Linked DNA regions of Sus scrofa: region 2 is linked to region 1. A link is a contact called in public HiChIP or PLAC-seq data. All regions are on one chromosome and are shown on one strand. The core of a region is the stretch at or near the end of the contact, and the rest is flanking DNA. Distances in the headings are between cores, read along the strand shown. Region 1 has its middle 57 kb from the start of PRL. Region 2 overlaps LOC106504342 (a long non-coding RNA gene).

Region 1 (2,898 bases), core at 253-2,752:
TGGATCCTCTGTTGCTGTGGCTGTGGTATAGGCCGGCAGCTGAAGCTCTGATTTGACCCCTAGCTTGGGAACCTCCATGTGCTACCAGTGCGGCCCTAGAAAGACCAATAAATAAATAAATAAGTACAGGGGCAGCTGCCAGGCTATTGGTAATGTCGTAGTTCTTAGGTGGGTTTTATTAGCTTTTATTTTATAGTACGCTTTACAACCTGCATACATGTTACCTTCTTTCTATTTTAAGTACCAAATGCTATGTTTCCTTCAAATATTGTGGATGAAAAAAGCTTTTAAATAGAAGAAAAACTGAAGGGCCAATTTAGAAAGTCCAAGAGAACATGGGACCTCTGATTCTATTTTTGAGTTTCTGCAAAATGGGATGTTAATTATCACTTTTTAATAGAAGATTGTGACTCTGACCAAAAAAAAAGAAAATTATTAAAAGAATTTGAAGGGCAAGCTTTGCCAAGCTGAAGAGAATAATTCTCTCTCTTTCCTAGGGACCTCAGATCAAATTTCAACAACGTAGAAAAAACACATTTATTCTGCTCTCTTTTTCTCTCTTTTATTCGGTTTTATGCCTGGAACAAAGATACCATAGCTTCTCTTCGAAAGACTTCCATGTGAGTTTGAAAGAGTGGAGAATTCGGAACATGCTGTCGTTGAGATAAAAACTCTCAAGTTTATTCAAAATGCTCCTCAATTGGACCCAGATCCCAGACCGCCGGGGTGGGATTCATTCATCTCTAGCTGGAACTAGGGGTGTTTTTTTTGCCCTTTTCCAGAAGACCAGGAGATTCATTTTAAAAAGACGCTGCCGCTGCTTTTTTCACATCACAAAAGAATTAATGTTCACGCAGGCCTTTGAAGATGTGGTGTCACGCTTGTGCTATTATTAATAATAAACTACAGATCTGCTTCACACCATCTGAAAAACAGGGCTGTGTCCCCATGAAAGGACTTTTATTTCCACCAGTTCTCCATTATGTTTAGTCCAGATCCAGCTCAGCCTCAGACTGGGGCTGGTCCCAGAAAGTGGGGAAAGAAAGGAAGCAGCTGGAGGGAAATAAGAACAGCACATACCGCCCCATACATTGAAAAAATACAAGTAGAAAGAAAACCTTTATAACCATTAGAGATCAGTGCCACCTGCTGCAAGCATTTCAGCGAGAATGTGGGTTGAGACACAGCACCTAAGACAGGGCTTAAAGGAGGCGTTATCTTTGATTCTTTTTGCCTCCTGGAAGGTAAACATTCCCAGGTTCCTGAGCCTGCTGGGACAGGAAAGAAGGCGCTGATGGCAATCAGCTGTTAGCCTCGCCTTCTATATTTGCTTATTGCTTCAAATGGTTCTTTCTCTTCTTTTCTGAAACCACTCAGATCATTCCTCTGGTAGCTTTTTGTGTTTACAAGCTCCCTTAACATGCCTGGGTTTGGAGGCGATTGTAAATAACAGTCCAGTAAAGACTCCAAGACAGGGTCCATTTGGAGAGGCCAGTGCAAACACACAGAGCTGGAGACACAGAGAATGGCTTCTGTGGGCTCCTCCAACAACAGGCACACCCGCTGACAACAGCAGCCCGAGAAGGAGCAAATTTGAGAGCCGGGGCTGTTATTTTTGTTGGAAAAAATCCTTGCACCTGTCTTTGGTGGCACGATTCTCATTCCCCTGGTTTCAGCCTCCCCTTGGCTCTGCTTGTTCTGGAGCTGGTTACTCAAAATGAACTCCAACCTTATTTCTGAATGACAAGGGTGTACCGAAGGGGAAAGTGTTTCTTGCTCCATTTCAGGTCCCAACACTGAAGGTGTTTGTACATGGAAAAGGGAGCTGGAGAGAGAAAGAAAAAGAGAGAGAGGGAGGGAGGAGAGGAAAAAAAAAAAAAGGCAAACATACAAAACTCAAGGAAATCAAGACCATGCTGTGCAGAATTGTTACAGCTGTTTCTGTTTTTATTGGCCCGCTCTTCTGGCTTCACTTTTTCAGCAACTGCGGTTCATATGAGCAGGAAGGCATCCAGCATGGCCGGGCTGCACAGAGGTGGGAGGGGTAGGACAGAGAAGGGACAGACAGGGGAAGGGCAGGAGTAGGGGCGGGGGGTGGGGGGAGTGGGAAAGTGGGGGGCTTTGGAATTGTGTACAGCACTTGCTTGGAGGGTTTACACATCAAAGCATTTCTTTTTGATAGTTTTGTGGAAGCCTCAGCAATAGAATTCAGATGCACTTGATGGAAAGCTCCTAAAAGCATCCCATCTCCCTGGCTGGCTCAGATTAGTGGTCCGTTGAAGGCATTGTACTAGCCCTGGAAATGACGTTCAGACATCTCCGAGGAAATAAAGTGTCAGGACACATCCCTTTCCCAGTCTCTCCCCGACTGTGATTCACCTAGACCGTTGCACAGGGCTGAACATATGGAGAGTGCATATTTTCCCTGGGGGCCTCTATTTCTCACGGTTACAAATGGAATGAGCTGTATGCCTGCTCACTGACCCTATGAGGATATTGGCAGCTGGGATACAGAGCCTTAGGGCTTGGGGTAAGCTGCTCACCCACCTTGATCCCCTGCACAGCAGCTGGAAAGGGAGCTAGAAAAAAGGCATATGGAAAAGCCCGCAATCTCGCTCCACCACTCTCTTTCTTAAAACTTCCTATTAAATTGGTGATTTAAATGACATTTTTAGGGTTTATAAAATTGCTTAAACTGGAGTTCTTGAATTTGATACTGTTCTTAATCACCCTTGCCCTAACACACGCGCACACACACACACACACACACACTCACACACACTCACACATGCTCCTAATTAAATGAATTCTACAAACCCTAAGGAAATATTATTATAAAATACTGTGTCCACAAACGAGAGCAAGTGGGCAGGAGAACTGGTAGGTAAGGACCAGAAC
Region 2 (3,101 bases), core at 600-3,099, 330 kb after region 1:
AGCAATAACCTTTTATTTGAAAGCCTAGAAATTTCATTCTTCGTTAATTTAACACTAATATTTTGAGTTGGATGTACTGTAAACTTCAGTGTGAGAGCACCTGCCTCTTGAAACCACACTGATAACATGTATGCCAATTGAGCTATTCGTTGGATCCGATGAAAGTTTCTTTCCCTATCGAGAATTTTCCAGAAAGGAATATATTCTGTCTGACACACAGTAACTAACACCCTAGGATTCAAAGATAAACTTGATAGGAGATATGAGGATGCATATGAAAATATGCACTGGCCAGTAACACCACCCAGGTAATGTTAACGCTGGGTGCTGGTTTTAGCAGGCAGCTTGGGTACTGTTCTTTCTGGATCCTTATCTCAGGCTGGCTTAGAGTTGGAAGACTCTAGAACATCTGGAGATGCTCTCCTGGCTATAATTTTGGTTGAGATTCCAGACCAGAGAATCAGCATGCTGTTATCTTCTTCCCAAAAGTTCAATACATTAAAGACAAGGTAAACTGTCATTAGGAAGGAAATGCATATATTTTTGTTATGTTTCAAAGGCTTTATTGAAGTCTATCTGACAAAATTGTAAGATACTTAAATTATGCAATAGGATGATTTAATATATATATGGACATTGTGAAAAGTTTCCTAGAGTCAATTTGACATCTCTTTTCCTACTGTAATTAATGTGTGTGTGTGTGTGAGAACATTTAAGTTTTACTCTCCTAGCAAATTTTAATTGCTCAATACAGTACTATCAACTATATTCACCACGTTCTATATTAGATACTCAGACCTTATTCTTATAACTGAAAACTTGAGCTCTTTTACCATCCCCTGAACATTTCCCTCATTCCCCAGCCCCTGACAAGCACTATCCTACTGTTTCTGAGTTCAACCCTCTGCTTTTACTTTTATTTCTTTTTATTCCACATGTAAGTGATACCATGAAGTATCTGTCTTTCTCTTTCTGGCTTATTTCACGCAGCATAGTGCCCTCCAGTTTTACTCATGTTGTCGCAAATAACAGGATTTCCTTCATTTTAAAAGAAATGCACTTAAGAAAAAAAACAAAAAGATATGTGTCGGGACACAGTGACCCCAGTGTGCCTTTAAAAATAAGAAATCTGCTCTCCTAGGCAGAATCAGGTTTATGACCTAAGAATCTATCTTCTTATACCACATTAAAGAGAAAGGAGAGAAAGAAAAAAAAGGAAAGGAGGGAAAGAAGGAAAAAGGGAGAAAGAAAGAGTACTTAAGAATAAGCTATTTCCTGAGAATTATTGAAGTAGCTAAATTATAAAAGCACATGGAAATCCAGATCCTGTCACATTTATGTAAATTAGCATTCAGTTCTTGGTCAGTCGATTGGTGAGTTCTGCCATTCATTCATTTTTCCAGGCATGTGCAAAGAGCTAAGAGGAGAATGGCAGAAAAGATCCTGCCAGATAAGGCAGGGATTTCAAAACACTGGAGGGACCCTACCCTTAGTATGCTTGGGAATATTTAACTCTCAGCAAAATGATCTCCAGGAAGTGCCCTCCAATATCTGTTGTCCATGCAGCTCTCTTGATGTTTCAGGGATAATAAATTTTGCCTTCTGTATTTAATATTTGTAATTGCTTTCATGTCACAGTCTTTGAAAAGCCATACAAGATAGGGCAAGTTGTGAAAGAGGGTAGTCAGATCCAGAGAGAAAATCAAAGAGAGAAACACTGTCTCACAGGGCTGTAGTTATTTTCTGTAAGCAACTGGCCCTCAGAAGCAACTGGCATGCTTAGTCAGATGCTAAGCCTGTGGGGTGGAAAGGCCATGGCTGGCACCCTTCACAGAGAGTAGTGCCTCTCCACCACGCAGGTGTTCTGGCTCCAGAGGCCTGCCAACTGGCAACCCGATTCTCTGAGGGGATTATGCACAGTTGCTCTTAGTTAAAATAGGACACTTATGCAAACACAGGATCCACTGTTGCTAACTTTTGTTGTCCTCGGTAACTCCCATCCTCTCTGGTTCAGAAATGAGAGAAGCAGATGCAGGCAATGCAGGCTTTGCGATTCTTGTTTTTCTACTTGTTAAAATTGGCACCCACAGCTTCTACAAAGTGACTACACAACTCTGAAATGATGCATGAAATGGGAAAAAATGGAAACAATTTTTGCCCTGAATGCTCAGGTCACAGAAATTACAGACATGGATTCACACAGCAAATAGTGACAAGTCTTCCCTAGCTTCAGCCAAGAGTTAAGCCGACTATGGTGGATCATCCCAATAAACAAGGGACTGAGTCAAAGAGAAGAGAAGGTCTATCTCCTTTGATGCCAGGTGACATGAATCTTCTCAAGTCCTGCCCTTCTTCCAACCCCATTCACCAGGTTTTCTTTTCACCCCCATTGCTTCCCAATTTTTTGCTTTTCCTTTTGCTGAATGTCCTTTTCAAATATTCAGTCTTTTATTTGTGTGCACTCTTCCCTTCCTTCTACTTGTTTTCTCTAAGGTTCCTTATACTTAGCAGCTACTCAGGAAGCATGTTGAAGGGAGACAAGGTGGGAATGGGGTCATGGAACTTAAGGATTTATTTAAAGTTGTCATACCCAGGAGACAAAGCCAAGGGCTACCTATCTTTAGGTGCAGATCCATGTATTCTAAAGAAAGAAAAACTAGGTCATGTCACCATCGTTGTGACTGTCAATCAAATGTGTGCGGGGACACACTTGGGAAAGACCACTTTCCTATGCATTGCATGCTCACACACGTGTAGCCATAAAACACAATCTGAGTTATCCCCCAGCTGTCGGCTTCTATCTCTTTCTCTGTCTCTCAAACCCAAAGAAAGAAATTAAAATGTAAGAGTAGGCACTCTATTAGAAGTGTAACTTTAAAATTGACTTAGAATAAAGAAAAATAAAATGCATGCTGCAATTTAAAGGCTGTATTTCTTGGGAATTGTGCTGTTCAGATGTATAAAGGACGCTGAGGAAATTGGTTATACTCCTCCTTGCTTCTCTTTCTTTCCTTTCTTTGAGAATCAGGAGCTCCCTTGTGGTGCAGCAGAGCAGATTAAAGATCCAGTGTTGTCTCACTGCAGTGGCTTGGGTTGCTGCT

What was found. HiChIP or PLAC-seq counts read pairs in DNA pulled down with a chosen protein or histone mark.
Region 2: a contact with region 1 is called in an H3K27ac HiChIP or PLAC-seq map of skeletal muscle, with 2.4 times the contacts expected there. The contact joins two enhancer-like sites. A contact is called at or near these places in 1 of 47 Hi-C or Micro-C datasets (fetal skeletal muscle) and 1 of 2 datasets of contacts at active chromatin or transcription factors (skeletal muscle).

Annotation. Positions count from the first base shown.
Region 1 is chr7:17,518,794-17,521,691 of Sscrofa11.1, forward strand. No RefSeq gene overlaps it. Among named protein-coding and RNA genes, the nearest start is that of PRL, 57 kb to the left of the region's middle. Within about 2 kb of position 1,503, at least 18 of the 83 cell types and tissues checked have an H3K27ac peak or open chromatin away from gene starts, as enhancers often do. A contact at or near this core is called in fetal skeletal muscle and skeletal muscle, where this site is marked.
Region 2 is chr7:17,851,837-17,854,937 of Sscrofa11.1, forward strand. All of the region lies in intron 2 of LOC106504342 (a long non-coding RNA gene), which reads left to right. Among named protein-coding and RNA genes, the nearest start is that of HDGFL1, 160 kb to the left of the region's middle. Within about 2 kb of position 1,850, at least 3 of the 83 cell types and tissues checked have an H3K27ac peak or open chromatin away from gene starts, as enhancers often do. A contact at or near this core is called in fetal skeletal muscle and skeletal muscle, where this site is marked.